2 separate regions of the Oryctolagus cuniculus genome follow, and region 1 is linked to region 2. Evidence: chromatin contacts called from public Micro-C data. All regions are on one chromosome and are shown on one strand. Each heading gives the region's core, a stretch centred on a gene start, on an enhancer-like site or on the middle of the called end of the contact. The rest is flanking DNA. Distances are from core to core; before and after follow the strand shown.

What was found. A called contact is a pair of places that touch in the nucleus more often than the background predicts.
Region 1: a Micro-C map of ear pinna shows a contact between it and region 2, with 4 times the contacts expected there. The contact joins the enhancer-like site here to the promoter of FOSL2 in region 2. A contact is called at or near these places in 2 of 6 Hi-C or Micro-C datasets (ear pinna and skin fibroblasts).

The regions. Positions count from the first base shown.
Region 1 is chr2:174,648,150-174,655,200 of mOryCun1.1, forward strand. The region is part of intron 10 of BABAM2 (BRISC and BRCA1 A complex member 2); the gene reads right to left. Among named protein-coding and RNA genes, the nearest start is that of FOSL2, 110 kb to the left of the region's middle. Within about 2 kb of position 1,287, at least 2 of the 8 cell types and tissues checked have an H3K27ac peak or open chromatin away from gene starts, as enhancers often do. A contact at or near this core is called in ear pinna, where this site is marked.
Region 2 is chr2:174,540,382-174,547,238 of mOryCun1.1, forward strand. It overlaps FOSL2 (FOS like 2, AP-1 transcription factor subunit), which reads right to left and starts at 5,446. Exons shown (of 4, transcript XM_051843056.2): 1 at 5,300-5,446. The coding sequence starts at 5,431.

The DNA.
Region 1 (7,051 bases), core at 37-2,536, 100 kb after region 2:
CCTGTACGAGAGCACTGAGCACACAGTATTAGTATTTATGGCTTGCATGCCCGTCTCCCCAACGCGAGCACACGCCCCTTCATGCTCTTATCCCTTGCTGGGACCACAGAGCCAAACACAGGGCTTGTGGCGTGCCAGATCCTCACACGGGTGCAGAGCTCACCTGAACGCACATAAGGCTGTTCTCCCCAGCAGCAGGTCCCTACAAGGCCTGCCATCCTCAGCACCAGTGCTGCACATGCAGTAAGTGGCAGGAGGTTAAAGGTGGCTGTCACAGGCAGGCATGGGGCAGGGTCCTCTCCCTTTTCATGGTATGTCTGTCTGGAGCATTCGCTCTCGTAGCCATGTTCATGTTTCTTGGACAGATATGATAAACTGTTAGAGCGATCTCCTCATGGGTCTGTAAAGTGCAGAGGACTGCTTTCCGCATACACGGAAGCACAGTTCTGCTCCAAGCCTAACTCCCAGTAGGCTGTGTAATCACTGTGCACCCGCGACAACGAGGGGCTGCACACCTGGGGGGCTGCTCGGCCAGCAGAGCCCTGTGCCCCGGACCAAAGCAGCGGCCCGCAGAGAGAACAGGTCCTTGCCTTGACAAGTCTGCATACCTATGAAGGTGGACACTATTACGCGTGTGTGGCTGTGTGTGAGGAGTTTTAGGAAACTTAAGAAAAAATGGAAATCTGATTTGATCCCTTCTAAACTCTGACATAGATCAAGTGTGGTGGGGAGCAAGCCTTCGAAAGCTATTTCTGCCCATTTACAGAAACTAGAACTGTTAATATTGCAGGCTGAGGATTTTCTCACACATTCTCTCTCTCTCTCTCTCTCTCTCTCTCTCTCTCTCTCTCACACACACACACACACACACACACAGGCATGCTTGCTACAAGCAGCCCTTCCTGCTGGGCACGTTTGCACAGAAAGGCGACGCTGCTGCTTCTCCTGAGGCCAGTGGCGCCCTGGGCTCAGGAGGCAGGAAGGAGGAGGCTGTGCCACACGTGCAGCAAAGGTCGGGGGCAAGCCGCCCGCCGTGGGTCACAGATTCCTCCAAGGGCCAGAGAAGGAGCTAAGTCAGTCCTTGCTAAAAACCATCCGACGGCTGCGTGGCACAAAGGCAGATTGCTCTGGTGTGTAATTTCCGCAGCACTTACGGACAAAAGCGTATCAGAGCTGAATGCTGGTGCTCTTTCTAAATGGAGCTGAGTCACAGGTATCTCGCTGCTGTGTCTGCAGACTAAAGTGGATGACTCACGTCTGTAAAATTCTGAGAGAAAGTACCAAGCGACCCCTTGCTGAGTCATCTTTCGCATGGATGCTGGGTTCATGAGCTCTGTAAACTATAATGAGCGATCTAGCCTTTTGCCATCTCTTTATTCTTTTCTAAACAGTACAAATTACATCTCTAAAAATAACTTCATCTACGCCAGTGAGTCACTTGGACCTAACAAGCTTCCACAAGTAGTTACCCAGCTAAACTGCAATATTTACTTGTGAAGGTACAAATCTTGCTGTCATATTGCTCCCCCTCTTTGAGGTCAAAATCTGGTAGATGTAGGGAGGGGAAGAGGGTTTCATTAAATGCTTTAAAGGAAATACGGTTAACCCCTAACCTTTGACACAGGCGGGGTTTGGGATGGAGACAGAGGAAGGAATTCTTTGAAACTATTTCCAATAGCTTCTGCAAAGTAGAATTTTAATATTTCAGGCTAAAGATTAATCAAAGACTCTATTATTCTTTCAGTGAAGGGTGCTTATTGGCTATTGAAAGAGAAGTATCAGTAATCCTATTTACTTTTAAAATCCTGAACTGCGAATTTATGACATTTTTGACAAAAGATCCAGCCACGCTAATAAATGAGTATGTGTTAAATATTAATCTTTGCTCTCCCAGGAGCTGATCCCTCACCACGCCCTGAATGCTCTGCACACACAGCTAAGCTTTGGTGCTCCACCCGTTTGCTGTGTAGCTTTCCACCCCAGGCCTGCCCCCTGGACTTCAGCTCGCATTAGCCCCACCCCAGGCCTGTCCCAGCTGGGCAACAGGAAGAGTGAACTCACCCGGAGGCAGGAGCAGGTTACCTGCATTGAGCTTATGCCTTCCTAAGTCAGGCAGCAGCGCTGAAATATCGAAGCATGGTGAGTCTACACTCCAGATTCAGTCAGAGGAGACTGGGAGGGTTTCTCATCCGTTTGGTGAGGAATGCAATTAGATACCACTAGCTCTAGAGTGCCCACGGCCAGTATTTCAGTTGCTCCTTTAAGAGGTCAGACCCCTTGGTTCCACGGAGGCAGTCAGCCGAACAATCTCTCCCATTTCCAGGGGCAGGGTGAGCAGGGGTTTTGCCTTTAGAACAGAAGGATGAACTCACTGGCCCGTCTGAAAATTCCCCAGGAAGCAGGCTGCAAAGTCCACTGCCTGGCTCCAGCCAGGGCAGAAGCTGAGTCACTTACACCCCTCCTGGCTCCTATTCACTTGACTCGTACCAAGCAGGTTGGCTGGAGTCACGTGAATCCGGATCTCCAGCTTTGAGGGCAGCAACCCCTGCAGTGGTGCCTCCTGTGCTGGGTGCGTCTGGCCACTTCTGCGAGGGCTTCGCTAATTCAGCCTCGGCTCACTCCCAGCCTCGGCATTACACCCAGGAGCTCTCCTTCAAGTCCACCCTTGACCACAATGCGCTCTGGCTCCCTTGTGGGATTCAGAGCCACCCTCTCACCCTTTCATGCCACACGTCTTCATTTTGTAACTTCTCTAAACTTTGCTTTTCTCATTGGAAAAATGGGCAGGATAACAGCATTTGCCTCTCGGGGTTGTGAGCAGGAGACCCTGCAGACTCCAGTGCTTTCCAGATTGCAAGCACTCTGACCACCCAGCTCTTGCACTTCAGCAGAGCAATCATTTGAAACATGACTTAGACTTAGTCTTGGGTCTTGGGGAGCAGACTAACCAGAATGATGAAGCACAGACACATGCCCAATAAAGAACCTTCCATGCTAGCACGTGCTGAAGTCTCATCATTACAAATGTGATGGGGTGGGGGGTGCTCAGGTCAGAAAGCAAAATGGGAGACAGGTTTTAAGAAATGGTGCAAGTAGGGACGGTATGGGGGGGAAGCCATTGTAATCCATAAGTCGTACTTTGGAAATTTATATGCATTAAATAAAAGTTTAAAAAAAAAAAAAAGAAATGGTGCAAGAAAGATGAGTGGTAGGTCAGGGAGAGATAGCAAGAAGGGCTGACAACACAGAGTCCAGGGCTGAGTGGGCGAGCAAGCCTGACGGGCAGGGTAAGCCTGTTTACAGGGAGAGGCCACGGGACAACAGTGGTGTCTGCATGCATTACTGTGGCACGGGGCACAGAGCGAGAGGCACACCAGCTAGCCAGTGAACTAACCCTGGAATGCGTGATTGGTTCTAAGCTAAGGTGGAGGCATGGGAGCGGCAAACCCAGCATGGCTTCCAATTTGCTTTCATGTGATTTAGGCCTCACAAAAACTCTGTCAGGCATGCAGGATAAGCAGTCTTCCAGAAGACTGGCAGAGAGCAGTGTGGCCATGGGGACTTCCTATGATGAGGGGTGCTTGTACCTTCCCAGATCCAAGTGAGGACGGGTGCTCCTGGGCCCCACTGGTCTCCCCGGGTGCTGTGGCTGCTCTTTCAGCCATGGCACCCGGTTCAAAGGTCGACTCCGAGCCACTTTCCTAGCTTCCTCAGGTAGAGGATGCCCACAGGACTCTGGAAGTCCCTATCGCACCATGGGCTTTCTCGGTCTCACAGGCTTCCCTGCTAGCTAATGAGTAACTTGACAACAGGCACCACTGGAATCATGTATCCTGACACACAGAGAGAGGCTCAATAACCGGTTGTGTGTTCTGCACGGAGCCCTCTGAGTCTGCAGTCAAATGGGATAAATCCCAGTCCAATTCTGGGCCTTTGCTACACCTCCAAGGCCCTTTGGAGCAAATGCAGATTTCCATCAAATGAGGCCTTCATTTGACTACTATGATTATACTGAGGTCTGAATCCTCTAGATGAGCCAAGTGTGTCTCCCTCTTATCTCTGAGCCTTTGCTAAGCCATTGTTGCCCCTTTTATGATAAATGGGGGTTTCATCTTCCACTCCACCTCGCTCCCCAAAGCCACAGGTTGTAAAGGATTTGGCCTTAAGAACCATTTTCTCATGAGCTAGTCTAATTTCTAATCCAGTTGATCCTGATTTCTAAACCCAAAACAAAAGACTTGACATTTCGTCAACTTTATCATGGAGATGTGTTTGATTTCTACTAGGCTTTGGATAACAGTTCTGAACACAGAATGGCCACAGACTGACACTGCTGCTTTTGGGATTGGTAAAGTGGTCTAAATAATCTAGGGAAGCTCTTACGTCCTGTACATCATATCATACCCCACCTGCAAAGTGGAATCCTAAAACCACTTCCTCTTAGAAACTTCCCAATTCTTCCAACTCTCTACCGGCCAACACAAGCCTCCCTCCCTTCCTCTCTTAAAAAGTATTTGCAACTATCATGTCTGTACTTTCTTTCAATCCACAGGATAACTCAAAGTCAATGTCCTTCAAGGTAGGAACCACCCCTAAATTCTACCATGTGCCTATCATTTATTCAACAAACCCTGGACTCCCCTTTAAAACTAGGCATTTGCAGAGTCAGGCAACATCATATGGTACAGTTAACCTATCTGGTTGACCCCTCCCCTTTGAGCTAATGGCTGCATCCTGACTTCTGTCTGTATCTACAATCTTTTTCAAAACCATGGCCTTGCTTCTGGTTTGATGTCTCAATGGAATACACACCAAAAGGGGCAGGGATATTTAAGAATTTTGTTTCTTTCACAAGGTGTTAACAGGGTTGATCTCTCAACCCTGAAAAACAAAAAGACAAACTCTTTGAAGACTATGCCCAAGTCACATCAGTGCCTTTGGCAGCAGAGCCGACCCTGTGAGGGCCCGTGTCACGAGGAGAGGTCTCCCAGGTCGGGAGGAGTTGGCTCGCTGCCTGGGTGGGGAGACCTTGCAGGAACAATGTCCCTGATGCAGGAAGAAGCTGCTCTGGTAGCAGGTGGTGGCTCTGGTCCAGCTTGAGGCCCAACCAAATCAAACACATTCAACCACTTGCATTTACAAAACGCTCTCCTGGGGATGGCCGGAGACACTCCTGTGTTCTTCTGAAGAAACTCATGTGTGTGAAGCCGCTGCCCCCTCTTATCTCAAATAACTGCCAGACAAGTCAAGCACTCCACTGCGGTCTAGCTTTGTGTTTATGGACAGGTATCTTCTAAACAGGCAAAACCAACTGAGACGCTCCATACCCTTCTTAACCCCTAAGGATCCGGGACATTCCTGTGCATGTCAACTCAGAGTGCCTGAATCCTTAGGAAACAGGGTAAGAGAATAACACTGCAAGGATCAAGAAATAAAAGCATTACGTCATTGTGTGAATAAGATAAAGCAAGGCCAAACAGAAAGAGTGGAGTCTGAAACTAGAACTGGTTTAAGTCCAATTCTGTACCTGTGGGATTTTAGGCAACCTATTAAATCTCTCTGCTGTCTACCTCTCTAGTTGAAGAAGAGCACTCATGACTTTTTTCTTGCAGTGTTTCATAAATGACAACCACTGGCATGGTCTGAGTTGAAGGCCAAGACTCTCCCGTAGAAAACACAGAAAATACCAACAGACTGAAGTGACAGCCTTGCCTTCTGGGTGAAGTGCAGGTTGACTTTTGGCTCAGGAAAGACAAAAGGTGTATGTGATTTAGGTGCAGATAAATGACCAAGAGCAGAAGCAGCCAGGACCCTCTCCAAAGCACAGAGACCACAGGGTATGCATGCAGGTGCCAGAGACCAACATTTGAAGAGCTTGTTTCTTACCCTTCTTTAAGAGATAATTTAAATATTATTTCCCAGAATGGCAATATGTAAGGGTGATATAAAATGATGATTTTCTTATTTTAAATGTCATGAGGGAGAAACTATATTTCATATTTGATATAGTGCCTGGCCCAAGACAAGCGCTCAACAAAGCAATTCCTAATTTAATCATAGTAGTGGACTTACCCTGTGTCGCCACACAGAGTAATGGAAAATAGCACGCATGATGTAAATATCACTAAGACAGCATCCTTTCCAGGATTTTCATAATATGCATCCTTATCCAAGTAACCCTAAGTACTATTTGTCAAATACTATTAGACCCATATGTGGTCTTCAATGTTTAAAAAAAAAAAGACAATAAAAACAAACTCCCAAATATCTCCTGATTATTTTTACTGAATAACCTGGGTTTCTTTTTAATCTTTCCACAACTCATGTTCACATCTGTGGCCTCCCTTTTATGGGCTCTGCAGCTATAAATCTGAAAGAAGACAGATAAGGCAGGAACCTTGTTAAACAAAATCCCCACCAAAATGACAAACATTCAAACAGGAGTGGCTGGCCTTTATCTCGTCACCACCCAGTTTTGACGGAGTCTGTTTCCCTTTCACAAAGGGTTTGCTGTCTGAGAAGTGAGCATTTTCCCCAGGCGACCAAAAGTCACTCCCCAGAGAAGCTGGACCGGGTGTTCCAGAGCACAGTTCTGAGCTAACTAGCGGGGTGCTATAAAATGCCTTGATTTTTATCTACAGTCGACAGATTGGGCTATTTGATAACCTGAGTGTACTTCCCTGGAAGTGTGAATTTGCATGCACATGCTGACTCCCTCCGGGTGCAGAGAACACAGAACCCTCTGCAGAGGGTAGGGAAGGCAAAGCAGAGAGGAAGAGAAAGCTGCTGCCCCAGGACTGTCCCGGATTGATTATTTACAGACAATCCACAGCAGCCAGATAAGGGATGGATCTCAGCGGCAGCAATTACAGTGGGGGGGCCTCAGGTCTTTCATTTTAAGATAAAAGGGATCTGACATGTTTATTAAGTAATTTGGTTACCCTGGAAATTGGGCATGGAGTTCTGGTGAGAACTGTAGAACAATTACTCCTGTTTGTTTTAAGCCCCTGCTTTTGGTTGCTGGAATGCTGGATTTGGCTTCCTCTTTGTA
Region 2 (6,857 bases), core at 4,196-6,695:
ACACTGCTGGACGGACTTCTCTTCCTTCTTCCTAGCACTGGTTTCCTGTCTGATTTTCTTCCAAAACAGGGAATCGCCTCGGCTCACATCCTGGGCTCGAAGCCCTAGTGACACAGATTACTCAGTTGGGGCACTGATGTCCGGTCTGACTTCCCATCCAGGCCCCGGGGTCTGAGCGAGGCCAGGCAGCGAGACAGGCTGTAATATTTCAATGATCGCTGGCACCCATGTGTTGGCCAAAGGGACAGAGAAGCAACCTGAAGACCTCTTCCTGATTCGGGGAGCGGGAGGTGAGGAGGGGGCTGTTGGGGGTCCTGTTGACCGGGAGTGAGGGACTGGGCATATAAATGGCCCCAGTCCCTAATGATATTTGAACTCAACAACAACCCAGGGAGTTGGGAAGCAAACTTAACCAACAATCTTTCAGATAAAATGTTCCATGAATTACCTTGGTGTACCCTCAATGATTATGGGTGCCTATGGGGAACCTGGAAAGAACCCAGAAAAGCCATTTGGGGGACTCAGCAGGTCTGAGGAATCGCTTTGGGACGAGGGAGCCCTCCTCTGATCCAGAAGAGAGCCCTGTTCCCACTCTACCTTCCCCGCTCCGCTCCCCCCTCCCTGCACACCCACAGCAGCCCCTCCTGTCTGGCTGGCTTCAGAGGCGGAGGCCAATGCCCCGGCCTTACCCAGCGACTCCTGCTGCAGCCAACTTGGCTAGGGACTCCACAGACGCCGACCAAAGTGGCTTCAAGTGGCAGTGGGCCTGGGAGGGGGCGTTCACCCAGCTCCCCCAAGGGACAGAGCCGGCGAGGGGGGGGGGCTGCTGCTGAGGGCAGGCTCCCCACAGGCACCCTTCTGGTATTTATAGGCACAGAACAGACACAAACCCTCCGGTGCAAACCAGTCCGGCTGCTTTAGAAACAAGTTGTTTTTCTGCTTCCCGAACCACCCAGGGTCCTAAGTGATGTCTCTTTCCCCCATCCCTCTCCACTGGCCACCTGGCTCCAGGTACCCCCAGAACCTCAAGGTGCTCCTTCCTCCCCACGGGGCACACTTCCAATCAAAGGCGGCCTCTTCCTTCCTGATTCCCAGCGCAAACCCTCGCCTCTTGAAGGAACCCAACAACCATGTTTCTGAGTCCCCGACCTCTTGGAGAAAGGAGCTAAGTCGGATGCAGAACGGAAGACGGGAGGGAGAGGGGTTCCCCACGGGACTAGGGTCCCCGGGCGCCGCGAGCGGCCGGCGGGTGCCAAGATCTTTTCGTGGGTCCACCCTGGAGACAGAAGGGGGAAGGGGACCGGGTGTTCTTGGAAGGAGGTAACAGGTTCCCCGGGCGTGGGGGCTGCCATTCCAGGAGCCCGTCTGCGTAGCATGTGCGGTGAATGAAAGCGTTTCAAGTCCAATCTCCGCTCCAGTTTAAAATGGGGGGAGGGGGATAGGACAGGACGAAAATCCAGAACTTACAACAGTGGCCCGCACAGGTTATTTTCTCACCAAGCCGAGAAAGGGGAAAGCGAGCAACAAGGAGGCACTGGTGGTGAGAAGAGGGCGGGGGTCCGCCCGCGCCGCCAGGTGCACCCGGGGCCCGCACCTACCTGCTGGCCGCCACCGCCGCTGGAGTAGGACTCGGCGTGCGCAGGAGAGCCGCTGCTGCCCCGGGACGAGGTGTCAAAGTTCCCGGGATAATCCTGGTACATGATCCGCGGTGGGGGCCGGAGAGGAAACAGGGTGCTCTTCTTCCCCCGCCCTCGCCGCGGCCGCGCACCGGCTGCTGCGCGCTCGCTCGTCCGCCGGCCGCGCCGCGGGCTCCGCTCTCGGCTCCCGGGCTTTCAGCCCCGGCGGCGGGCGCGGACGGGGAGGCGGCGACACGCCGGGAACCGCGTCCCCCGAGCGCTTCGTACCGCACTTCTTCCCTGCTCCGAGAGCGCCGCGAGACCAGTTGTCCACACGGTCCCTCCCTCTAAAAAGTCGGCGCCGCTCTCGGTCCCTCCCCTGCGCGCGCCCTCCCGCCCCCGCGCGCAGCCGGAGCCGGGTCGGGACCCACGGCTCGCGGCAGAATCGGAAACGAACAAAGACTCGGAGCCGGGCGAGCCTCGCCTGCGGGCTCTGGGGACCTCCCCTCGATGGCAGGCAGGGCCAAAAAGACGAAAAGAAAGGCTGCCCGCCTGGAGAAACTTCTATTTCCTCCTTTGAGAGAAGGGGCCCGAGAATAAACTTCCTGTGGCCCACTTGCCGCCGGAGTTCCCGAGCGGCTCGGACACTTGACTAGCAGGAGGCGGCGTGCGCCCGTCCTGCCGCCCCGAGCGCGCCCGCGGGACAGCGGCCCGCAGGGTTCCAGGTGAGCCCGGGCCGAGAGGGACGCGGCCCCGCTCCCCCGCGCAGCCGCTCCGGCGCCCGCACCCCTGCCCCGGCGCCCGCTCCGGGACGGGCCCGCCTCGCCCGTCCGCGCCTCGCCCTCTCTCTGTCCCCGCCGAGGAGCGCCGCTCGCTCGCTCGCTCGCTCACTCGCTGGTTCGCTCGGAGCCCCTGCGCTCTGCCCGAGATGAGTCACTACAATGGCACGAGTTCAACTCCACACTCTTTATTCTCCAGCCCCTGTACCATGTGGATTCACTCACGTCAACCTTGCAGGGAGGAGCGCGCGAGGAGGCGGGGTGGGGAGGAGGCCCCCGGAGGAGGAGGCGGCGCGGGAGGGGAGAGGAGGCGGGCGCAGCGCTCCCCTCCCTGCCCCGGCTCGCGGCCGCGCTGACGCCAGCCGCACGCCCCGCGCGAGGAAGGAAGACGGTGGCGAGCGTGGGTGCGGACGGCCCGCGCGGTCTGGGGGAGCCGGGCGGCCCTGGCCTTCCCCACCCACGCCCACCCCCGGGCCCAGCGCCCTTGGACTGTTCCATTGGCGCACGTTGCCAAAGATGGTCATTTGCGTTAGAGGACGCGAGTGCGGGGTTCCTCGCTTTCGGGTGACGTGGAGGGAGAGGGATTCCCTCGCCCGCTCCCGAGCGCGCCACGGCCTCCCCCCGCCCTCCCCCACCACACCGCCCGCCCCGGGAAGGGGCGCGGGGCGGGGCCCCGGGAGCGGCCGCGCGGGACTCGGCTTCGCGTTTTGGAAAATAATCACAGCCCTGAAGACGAGACGGGCGGCTCAGTGCGGCGCCGCCGGCAGGCCGGGAGCCGGGCGCGCAGAGCCGCTCGCAGGGAGGGCGCGGTCGCGCGCGGTCGCCGGCGCCCTCCGCGGCGCCGCCCGGTGCAGCAGCCGCCCCGGGCGCGTGGGGTCCCCGCGCCGCCGGGCAGCCGGGCCTTGGCGGGGCGCGGCGCCGCCGGGCGGGGCTGGCCTGCCTGTTTTTCCCCTCGGTGGCGGGCTGCCCACTGCTTCCCTTTTTGTGCGTGTGTGCGTGTGTGTGTGTGTGTGTGTTTATTGTTTTGGTCCTACAGTGAATTTGTTAGGAGTAACCTTGAAGACGAAGTTAACCAGTCAAGACATTCCGGCCGCCTTCCGTGCCAGGCAATTAAAATGTATCTGGCTGGAGCGATCGGTCGTTAGAGACAAACTCCAGACTGTTAGGAATTAAAAAAAAAAAAAGAAGAAGAAGAAAGAAAACAGGAGAAAAGGGAGTCCAGGGAGAGGGTGTGCCCCAACGCTGTCTTCAGCTGTTTTGGAGCGAAGTTCAGGGCGCGGGTGGCCGAGCTCCCGAGTCTTCCCGCCTCGCTGGGCGGGGCGGGGCGGGGCGCAGGGTAAAGAGCGCAGGCCTCGGAGCACGCACACCCGGGTGGTGCTAGTTACAAGCTGTGAGGTCCTGGGCGAGGCCTTAACCTCTGTGGGCCTCAGTTTCCCCCTGTAAAAGGAAGGGCTTGGGGCTGATGACCCTCCCACCCCGAGCCCTGGGGTGCTGGGGAGCGCACAGCTTTCTGCAGAGACCATGCGGCGTCCCCGGAGGAGCACCGCGTTAGCCAAGAACCTGAGATTCCGGCCTAGGAAATCCACCTTTACCTCGGTTTACCCAACTCACAAGTCAGCGCCATCTGCAACCCCCGGGGTCTTCATCAGAACCAAATGGGATTATACCGAGGGTCCCCTGTGGGCTGGGAGTGGCGGCCCAGAGGCGGGCAGAGAGGCCACGGCCCTTGCCTGCTGGGAAGCGCCCTGTACCGACAACAGCACAGCTCCAGTCCTCTGCGTCCTCCTCTTCTGTAAAGTGGGAGTGGGCGAGAAAAACAGAGCCGGTTACGCCAAGCTTCCCCGGGGCTCTCTATATAAAGCGCCAGCGTTTCCGGGACGGCTGGCGGCATCTGGCCGCCCCAAGGGCCCCAAGATACGGTAATCCCGAACAATACTCGGGGTCATTGTTTACAGCTATAAGACACATTTTGTCCCGAGCTCCATCCCCAAGGACACGCGCGCGCGGCGAGGCGAGGCGGGCCTGAAGCCTCGCGCCCGGCTCAGTTCCCGAGCCCGCGGGTCCCGGAGAGGGGTGTGGGGCGGGCGGATATGCACCCCGGCCGTGGGTGCTTGCTTTTTTTTTTTTTTTTTTTTTATCCCTGCGTCCTGGCCTGCCGGGGTGTTTACGCGCCTCTCCCAGCAGGACTGAGTAAATGCCGTCCTTTGACGCAAAACGGATCAGCCCTTCCCCAGCGGCAGCGGCAAAACCCAGAAAACTGGGGGTGGGGACGGGAGCAGAGCGCAGAAGAAATCGTGACACTTTCGCAGCCGCCTCTCAGTCCCCTTCCCGCGCCAGAGCCAGGTCCTGGGGGCCTGCGAGGAGGGGGCGCGGCCGGGCCGCCCGCCCCCCACCCTGGGCAACCGCATGTCGGCGCGGCGCGAACAGAAGCACTTTTGGTTTTCCTTTGGGCCACGGCTGCTGCCCGGCCCTCCCCCCAACCCTGCGCTCGAAAATCCGGGTGCTTCTGGGTCTCTCCCACACAGTCCTTCCAGTAACGCGGGGGGCGGGGGCGGGGCGAGGGGAGCGGGAGCTTCCTCCGCGGCCTCTGCCGTCCCGGGCGCGCCCAGCCCCGGGCAGGCGCCGCCGGAGCGCACTGGCAGGCGAGTGCACCCTTGCGCCCTGCGCCGCCCCCGCCCCGTCAGCTCCCCCGCTCCTTTCCTTTCTTGTGGGTTCCCGTAAAGCCCCGCAGCCCCCAGACGTCTGCAGAGCATCACGGAATCTGTGCTGATGCAAGTCGCAAGCCTCCCCTCGGTGCGCCCTGGCCTGCCTCCGAGCGCTTTGATCCCGGCCTCCCCCTGCTCCAGCACTCGTGCGGGCTCCCTCTGCCCGCCCGGAGGCCTGTGTGCCGCGGTGCGCCCTCACCTTTCCGTTCTCCCAGCGCCGGACGCCCAGACCTGCGCCCTGGCGCTGCTGCTGCTGAACTCCCCGGAGCCGGCGGTGCCCTGGCCCCCACTGCGCCCAAGCCCAGTTCCGTGTCCCATCCGTGAAAACCATTCCCGGGTCACCCAGTTAGAAAAGGCCCTGTGGCTCGCCGGAAGGGAGGGGACCCTTTATTGTGCGCCCAACCAGACGGGGCCACGCTGAGTGCCTGTATGTCTCCTGGAAGCCTCAGCTCCAGGCTGCAGACGAAACATGAACTCGCGGCGCGGGCTGGGGTGAGGGGATCACTGGGTGGGTTAGAGACCTGTTGGGAGTGCCCGCGGGGTTTCTTCACCTGACATCCCCTGAGGCAGGAGTGGCAGCACGAGCTTGGTCTGGTGCTGCTGTATCCCACTCTCTGAAAGTCTGTAACTTCAGCACCATCACCCAGCTTAGGGGAAAGGCCACCCCAGACAGAGAAGGAGAAGGTGTGGGCTTGGGTGCAGAGAAAAGTGGGGGTGGGATGAGGCTGCCTTTTCATTCACCGCCCTCTGGGTCTCTGCCCCGCCTTTGCCAGTTTGCTGGGTCATCCATCTTGCCCAATGGCCATCTCGGGAGAGGACTGGAATCCAAGAATGGCTGCTCGCCTGGGCTGCACTGTCGCACACACGTGAGCACTGGCCATGTGTGAAGCCCTCACACATACCTGGCCTCACTTGTCCTTGCACAGAGCACAGGGCAGGGGTGTGGCCAGCAGCCACCGGGGCCTGGACTGAGCCACAGCCTCTCCGAGGTTTCCCAGCCCGTGGTTGCTGGAGCCTGGACTCGAAGCCATCTCCCTTGACCTTAACTCCAGGGCTCTGCCGGTTCCCACACTTTCAGCCTTGAAAAGTTAGGAGCAAACTCCACTGGGAATGAGAAGCCATCCGCTCTGCATTGTGCCTGAACGAAGTTGCCAGGCACGAATGCAGCTCCGCACCATTGAGCGCGATTTAACATGCAAGTGTTTCTGTTTGCCCAAGGAACTATGGCTGTGTTAGGGGTCCACCAGCAAACAGACCGGAGGCCTCAAGGGGGATGCTCCTTAGAAAGGTGTGGGCAGGGCTGTGAGAGCAACATGGGGGCTGGACGCTCCTGGAGCCTAAGAAACAGTCCGGTGCTGTTGTAGCCTAGTGAGTGCTGGGATGAGGGCAGAGAATGTTCTGGAAAGGCGGGGAGGGGGTCGGTGTGTGTGTGGGGGGAGAATGCAGACCCAGCTCCCCCTATCACCTGCCCCATCTCTGGGCAGAGGGTGGGTCCTGATCAATGCCAGCCCCTGAGATTGGGCTCTCAGGGCCCACAGTACATCTGGTGGGGGAGGGGCACTCACCCATTGGGGCAGTAACCAGCACAGGTGCTGCCAAGTCCTGGAAGTGTCTGACCGCGCGTGGCATTTCAGAACAGTGGAAACAACAGGTTAGACTCCCCTTTAAACTGCATGAATGGATGTACTGAGCCATTGATGCTACAGGCACAGATGGGGTGGGGGGAAGGAACTGAATGACCAAGGGTGACTTCCTTA